Linked DNA regions of Sus scrofa: region 2 is linked to region 1. Evidence: chromatin contacts called from public Hi-C data. All regions are on one chromosome and are shown on one strand. Each heading gives the region's core, a stretch centred on a gene start, on an enhancer-like site or on the middle of the called end of the contact. The rest is flanking DNA. Distances are from core to core; before and after follow the strand shown.

What was found. Hi-C and Micro-C count contacts between places; a contact is called where the count stands out from the background.
Region 2: a contact with region 1 is called in a Hi-C map of fetal heart ventricle, with 3 times the contacts expected there. The contact joins two enhancer-like sites. A contact is called at or near these places in 3 of 47 Hi-C or Micro-C datasets (blood, fetal heart ventricle and heart right ventricle) and 1 of 2 datasets of contacts at active chromatin or transcription factors (skeletal muscle).

The regions. Positions count from the first base shown.
Region 1 is chr3:108,978,651-108,982,624 of Sscrofa11.1, forward strand. No RefSeq gene overlaps it. Among named protein-coding and RNA genes, the nearest start is that of LBH, 130 kb to the right of the region's middle. Within about 2 kb of position 1,646, at least 11 of the 83 cell types and tissues checked have an H3K27ac peak or open chromatin away from gene starts, as enhancers often do.
Region 2 is chr3:109,095,916-109,099,889 of Sscrofa11.1, forward strand. The region is part of intron 2 of LBH (protein LBH); the gene reads right to left. Among named protein-coding and RNA genes, the nearest start is that of LBH, 16 kb to the right of the region's middle. Within about 2 kb of position 1,651, at least 11 of the 83 cell types and tissues checked have an H3K27ac peak or open chromatin away from gene starts, as enhancers often do.

The sequences.
Region 1 (3,974 bases), core at 396-2,895:
AAAATCACTGGTACATTTGATGCCCATTGAGCCCACGCCCTGTTCTCCCTCTGTCACTTGCTTCTGAGGGACGGGGATCTCTCAGCAACCCACCAATCTCTGAGAAGAGTGGCATTGGGGTGGGGTCAGAGCAGCTTCTCATCATTTTAGGGGAGGAAAAATGGAGCCCAAACAAAGGAAGGAACGGGAACAGGAGGAGACACAGAAGTCCCTGCCTACCATGAACTAAGCAGGCTCTAGCAAGTTGCCTTACATGATAATGTATTAGAGGCTCAGACAACCCTGGGCGATGGATACTACGGGCAGTTATGTCTCTGTTTTATAGATGAGAATATTGAAGCTCAGAGGGGTTAAATGAGTTATCTAAAGTCACGTGTTTAGTATGTGGCCAGATCTTTTGGATTCCAAACCTCATGTGTCTTCAATCACATATAGGGAAGTGATTAGTTCTGAGTCAGGGAGCCATCTGAGGCCCCTGTCAAAATGTATTCAGCCCTCATTTGTTCTTGCTTTTGAGCATTTGCTGTCAACATTCCCTCAATCTCAGTCAATATTCTAGTCAGCTCTAGGCCAAGTTCACCTCTTCCCTGAAGTTTCCCTCGTTTCCCAAGTCAGAATTACAACCGCATCCTCTGTGCCCCTACAGTGGGTCTATGTTTAACTAACACCTGTGTGGAAGCATCTATGTGGGTCTGACCTGTGGCACATTCGCTGGGGCGTGTAGGTGGTGCTTAATGAAGCCGGGACCTTCTGGTCCAACCTGGCTTCAGCTGAGAAGGAGCAGGTGGAGACAGGTGTGAGGGCCACAGGGCAAAGCAGAGTCTCCCTATTCTGAGGTTTGGTGGGGGTCATTGCTCAAAACCCAGAGGCTGCCAACCTTGTCCTCCACTGGATCCCTCCCCACATCACTCTCAGATTCCCGGGGAAGGCTTCCTTCATCCTGTTGGGACATCGGCAGTACAGGAAACCTTGGGGGATAGAGGTTCTGAGCTTCCTCAAAGCAGAGTATAGGTCTGCTTAAGAAATTGTTGTGAGGAGTTTCCATCGTGGCTCATCTGAGACAAATCTGACTAGCATCCATGAGGACACAGGTTCGATCCCTGGCCTTGCTCAATGAGTTAAGGATCCAGTATTGCTGTGAGCTGTGGTGTAGGTGGCAGATGAGGCTTGGATCTGGTTTTGCTGTGGCTGTGGGCCAGCAGCTACAGCTCCAGTTTGACCCCTAGCCTGGAACCTCCATATGCTGTGATTGTGGCCCTAAAAAGACCAAAAAAAGAAAAAAGAAAAAGAAAAAGAAAAAAAGAAAGAAAGAAAGAAGGAAAGGTCATTGTCACAAATACAATTACAACAATACAATTATGTCCTATGACTCTCCAAGCTCCTCTGCGCCACAGAGCTTCCTGGAAGGAAGCCCATGGCTGCTTCTCTCCCTCACCCTCCCTCCACACTCTCGAAACACTGGCTGGAGCTGATAACATAACACAAGCAGGTGCTTGTGAAATGGCTCTGACTCCCCAGGAGCCCTGGAGGGGCCCGCCTGGGGGCATCTGCAGAATCCGGAGTCCCCTCCCCACCCCTCCCCAGAGCCCTGACTCTCAGCTGTCATCACTGGTGCTTCTAGCTCAGGAGCTAAGCCCTGGCACTTTCCGGGTCTGCAGGAGGCCAAGATTCCTTCCAGAGAAACACTTCGTCTGTCTCCAAGCCCAGGGCCTGTCCCCACTCCAGTGTCTTCATAGCTCAGATTCCTGCAACTATGAAGTGTTGGCACCCAGGGGCATGAGCCCTTCCAGCTGAGTTCCATGAGAAAGGTGATGCCTTTTCCATGAAATACCAGGCCCTTAAGTCCTTTGAACCATTACAGGATTAGAAGACCTAACTCCCACCCCCCAATTCTAGTGACCTCTGATCTAACCTGGATACCCCAGGGGTCCCCTGTGATGGGGCAGAGCGTGGCGGGGAGTCAAAACCTGGGGACGGGGTTCTGGAGCTGGATGAGAAGAGAACGAAGAAATGTTGGCAGCGTATGAAGTGGGAGCTGGGGATCCTGCCTCTGAGGGAGCCACGTCTTAGGTGGGTAACCCTCGTGCAGCGGGAGAGATCACGCATGGTCAGCACCACCTTGACGCCCTCAGAAGGTACCATGTTGGAGACTCTGACAACCTCTCCCATTTAGTCCCACCGCTGGTGTTCCCAGGACAGAGCCTGTGACTTTGGGTGCGCACGCATCAAGGTTGCTGACTTCTATTTCAGGACTATCTTGCATGAAAAGTGTGTCCTTTAAGCATCGGACTCGCGCTCACACGTGACTCAGGCAGGAACGTTTCCTGGCAACCAGGGCACATGCGCACTAAATGGACAACTTCCCTGGGCCGCCACCGTTGCCCCGAAACTAAGGGTCACACAGTGTGGTTCTGCCGAGCATTTCTAGGTCTGGGTGTGTCTGACCAGGCAAAGCAGCAGGACCGGAGCCAACACCACCAAGGAGCCAGAGGGCTGCTCCAGGGTCTGGGACCCTGTGCTCCTAGGCTGTCTTGGCTCCACTTTTCAGAAAGTTTGTTATTTTGAAGTGTCTCCTCACTACATCCTATCTGGGAGCAGCCAGGCTTTGAGTCACTTCCTACAACAATGAAGTGTCTCCAGCACAATGATTTTTTTAAGGCCCTTTTCTCTCGCCCCCTCCTGCACTGAGAGTTATCATTTGCTAAAAGGGTAATTGATCCTTCAAAGTGGAGGGGGTCTTGCCGGTTGAAGAAAGATGCCGTGAGTCTATGAGGTGAGGAGGAAGGCAGGGCTTGCAATAGTAGGAGAGCGAGCTGATGAGGCCTGACATGCTCCCATTGGGAGCGTGAAGGGTAGACCCAGGACAAAGGAAGTTTTGTCTACAACAGCGAAGATAAACGAAGGGCAATGGATTGTTCCTGGGTGGCAACTGTTTGACAGTCTTTCTCTAAATGATTGATTTTCCCTGGAAAGGCCATCGGAAAACAGGCAACTGGAATTCTGCAAATATTTACACCGGCATTTAAAGATTCATTATTTTTTATGACAAAATTGTAGAGTGGTTATGAAAAAGCTAACCATCAAAGACGCAGATGACCAAGAAGGTGAAAGTACCCCGTAATCCCACTGTACCAGGGAAAAAAAAACCCCACTGTTAAAGAGTGTAGCTTATTTATTTATTTATTTATTTATTTATTTATTGTCTTTTTGCCTTTTCTAGGGCCGCCTCCGTGGCATATGGAGGTTCCCAGGCTAGGGGTCGAATCGGAGCTGTAGCCACCCGCCCATGCCAGAGCCACAGCAACACAGGATCCGAGACACATCTGCGACCTACACCACAGCTCACTGCATCCGCCAGATCCTTAACCCACTGAGCGAGGCCAGGGATCGAACCCGCAACCTCATGGTTCCTAGTTGGATTTGTTAACCCACTGAGCTACGATGGGAACTCCAAGAGCATAGCATATTTAGACTAGGGTTTTATCATCATTCATTTATCTAGTACAGGCACCTGCAGGAAGGGAGGCAGGCATTTCACTTGCCTCTGTCCCTATCTGGAGAGCACCTCGCCAGGACTCTTTTAGACCAAGCCTCACTGTCCACCTGGTGGCACTACCTGCATTTCCTGGCTGGATGGAGTTGCCCAGCTCTGGGCTGCCGTTCCAGTTCTGTGGCAGAGATCTCAGGCCTGTACCTTCCCTCCTACTGCCCACCCCCAGTCACCTCTCACAGGCGATTGGTATAACACCTAGGTTCCTCCCCAGGACTCTTCTGGGCAGGCAACACCCCCAGGGCACCCCAAGTCCTGCTTTGTCCTTAAGGCTCAGGGATGGTCACTTTCTCAATCCCACTCTTGTTCAGAATCTTTTGTGTCCATTGTTATAAAGTAGAAAGTGAGCTGAAACGGGGATGGGGGGTGGGTAGGGAGGATACTGGTGTTTCTGGAACACTTAGGCCATTGAAAGCATTGAAAG
Region 2 (3,974 bases), core at 401-2,900, 120 kb after region 1:
TATGAGTGTGTGTGGGTGTAGGTGTGCGTGCATCTCCCTGTAGGCGCCTCAGACCTTGTCCACAGGGATCAGCGGCTGAGCTCAGTGCTGCTCAGGCACCTCGGGCTAATGCTCACCTGCGGATGAATCAGAGCTCACACGCAGAGCTGTGCCTAGAGAAAACGTTCAGGAACTTGGGAAAACCAAGGATGCCGCTCAGATCCAGGGTGGACAAGTGTTTCAAGCTCTACAAAGTAAAGGCCGAAGATGGGTTCAAGGCATACTATTAACTCTGCCTGGGAACCACTTCGTGTTCAAGTTAGAAGGAAGTCAGATCTAGAGACCAGCTACCTCTGGACTGAGGTTTGTGACTGCCCTCTTGGCCAGGCAGGTTCTACTTTGGGTGAGAGACCCAGAACCTTCCTTTCCGTTGGCTCCAGTAAAATTCCTAGCTGAGTTGCAAGGAATTGCTATCCCTTCAGCTAAATGCTTGGGTGCCTCTTCTATACAGTTTACCTAAAAGGAGCTTCTGAGAGTGTAAGGCAATTAATTCTAGCAGAGAGAGGGCCAAGGGAGCACCCAAACTTTCCTTGAGGTCAAAATGCTAGCAGGACAATGGTCTGGAGAAACCGGTAGTGAATTTTATTTTATTTTTTTTCTAAGACAGGTCTGTGCAATAAGGGGCGCTTCCTCAGTCAAGGAGTGAGAAGCAGGCACAGCATTTAATTCACTGATAAAGAATCCTCCTGAGCTGGGCTTGGAGACAAGTGGAGGACAGGTGGCCAGGTGAGCGGCAGCTGAGGGGGCACGGTGGCTATTTGATTGCAAAGGGGCGAAGCCTCGGCAACTCTGGGCCCCGTGTGAATGAGGGCCTGTCTTCATTCTCCAAGGATTATTTCAGGACTCGAGCCTGAAGGATCATTTCGGGACGTTCACTAGACACCCAGGAATAGCTCTTGGCTCCAATCACAAGATTCGCCACCCAAACTCATCCTTTTCCCTAAGAGGACAATCCTTCTCTCCAGCCACTTGGGTCAGCGTAGAGAAAGTGCTGATGCTATGAAAATCCACGCCACAGGACGGCCCGGGTAGAGGGATGATCCTCAGTGTAGGAAAGAGAGAGAGGAAGGGTCTAATCAATCACAGAGCCTTCGCTAAGCGACTGTTCACAGGACCCCGTGCCTGGCATTGTGGGAGCAAAGGGCCACCCAAGACACAGACCCGGGGTCTGGAGAGTGATGAACGCACCAGGGCTTGAGAGGCCTCAGGCCTAACACAGGCCCTTTGAGAGCAGGCTGGGTTGTATGGCTCCAGTGTGTGACATGTTGGCTAGGGAAGTGAAGCGGGCTTGTTCTCCCCCTGGCCATGCTACAGACTCACTGTTGTGACCACGGTGTGTGTGCTGGGCCAGGGCATCTCTGCAGGCCCGCACCCGGGGGCATTCCAGAACAGCGAATGCCATGCTGACGTCAAGGCTTCTTTCGGGCCCTGAAAGGAAGGTGCTGGCTCCCTCGTACGAAGGAGACGCGACTTGAATAAAGTGGGCACTGACTTAGAAGGAGACAGCATACGCCCACACAGGGTCCGTGCAACGTGCTTCGGAGCCACATGGTCCTAACCCCTCTTTTGTGTCCCCGTCTTGCGAGGTGTCCCGAGCAGGGAGCCGGGTGGACGGGCTAGGGATAGGAGAAAGAAACCTCACTGGGTTTCCAGCAACATGTTCTGTCCATGACCGCACATCTCCTGCCAAGTGCTCTGGAATTTCAGCTTTATGTCTCTCCAGGGACAACTGAGGCTTTTTAAGTCTGATGTGAACGATGATTTCCTGGTGCCTGTGGGACTTCTGCGCGCCTGCTCAGGAGGGCCTCCAAAATTCTTGAGAACATGTGGGTACCACAGCTGGGGGCGGGGGGGTACCCAAGAGCCAAGGGCACCAGGAGGAGGAGACAAAGGAAGGTGATGACTTAGGCCTGGAGTGGCCTCGTGAGCAGGGGCTTGAGGGAGACGGAGCAGAGACACACGCAGGAACCCCGACCCATCACTCATTTCCACACCTGCATTTACACAGGTGGGAACAGGGAGAGCCAGGCTCGGGGGTCTCGCTTCAGTGGAGATGTGTGTGAAGAGAAGCGTTTCTGAGCTACGGCCGGACTTGTGAGGTTCCACCGAGCCTGTTCTCTGAGAGAGGAGATGCTGCTTCTGATAGAGAGTGAGGAGGGGGAGATAAAGGAGCCGACTACTGCTGGGTCTTGGCGACAGAAGAGGCAGAGCTCCTGTGTGGGGAGGGCCTGGTTCTCAGCCAGCGCAGCACACAGACCTGACCTGGTGCAGAGCTAAAACCGAGGCTCGGGGATGGCAAGAAGCTGACGACAGGGCTTGGCACGGCCCCTCCTCCCTGTCATAGAAAACACCAGGATTTTCCCTCCCTCCTGTCTTGAGAAGCACAGGGAAGAGGCAGGGAAGCTCTTAGGGCAGTGGATGGAAGGGAAGGCCCAGGACACGGGGCACTGTGATGCGTGTAGGATTAGCTCCTCTGGTTTATGGCACATCCGCCTGGCTTCCCCGAGGACAGCCCGCTGCCCCTCTGACTGGTGGATGGACGTCAAATGGCAGGAGTGTGTGACCACAAAGAGTGGGAGGGATACAGGGATGCCGGTGAGGGACACGTGTGCCGATCAGAGAGGAATTCAAAGAGCCTAGGGAATGATAAAAGTTATCAGGCCGTGGTCCAGATGCTTTATTTTTTTGTTGTTGTTTTTGTTTTGTTTTGTTTTGTTTTTAGGGCCGCACCCATGGCATATGGAAGTTCCCAGGCTAGGGGTGGAATTGGAGCTACATCTGCCAGCCTACACCACAGCCCCAGCAACACTAGATCTGAGCCGCATCTGTGACCTACACCACAGCTCACAGATCCTTAACCCACTGAGCAAGGCCAGGGATCAAACCTGCATCCTTAAGGGTACCAATCAGGTTCTTAACCCACTGAGCCACAACAGGAACCCCAGGGCAGTTGCTTTAGAAGGTACAATTTCAAATGAAAACCAAGGAGCCATATCTCATCTAGGACTTAACAAGGGAGATAACACTGCTGCAGCCTCAGCACGCTGTGCTGGGGAAAATTAGACAGTAAGGCCAGAATGCAATGGGCCCTTGACGTGTGGCAGCATCAGTGTCCACAGACAAAAGCCCAGAACCCTTCCCCATACAGGGCTCAGACCAACTCAGGCACAGCAGGAAGGGGATCCAGTCAGAGAGGCATTCCAGAATGCCACATTCTTAGAGCCCCTGGGCGGTGGTGGGGGGCCTGCAAGGCAGCCTGAATTAGGGAAAGTATAAAGGCATTAGGTGCAGACATTCCTGTCCTGTGGGCTGGAAAACAGGAGGCCCACAGATGCAGTATGAGGGAGGGAGCTGCAGCCAACAAGGACATAAATGTCCTCACAGAGGGCCCCCCACCCCCAACACACACTCAGCCCTGTGAGCTGGCGGCCACCCACACCCCTCCCAAAATGTACTCAAGACTTTCTAGTAAGCGTTTACTCACCCACCCGACAGGTGTCATCATTCATGCCAAGCGAGAGAGCAGACATGGATTTCACGTATTGAATAGACTCTCTAAATAAATGTTAAGACAAAACAAGGCACTGGCTCTGTCGATTTTTATATATGCTCATAAAACAGCACTAACTCCCTAAGCACAAGAGATAGGGCTTACCCCAATCTTTCAGGAGATACAGAGCTATCTATCTGAGCCTGGGGAGGCCCTTTAAAAATTCTAAGGCAGAAGTGAAGGTAGGCAGCTTTAGAATCAGAAGGGATTTCACTGAAACAATCACTGTCCGCCTTGCACCTGCTCTGTGAAGGCCCTGAGCCAGTAGGCACCTTGGGTTGGGAGGGGCCACTGAGGGGTTAGTGGCTGATGGCCACGAAGAGGGACTCAGTCATCGCCTGTCCTCAGAGCTCTGGGCAGGGAGAAGGTCAGGCAGGACCACGGC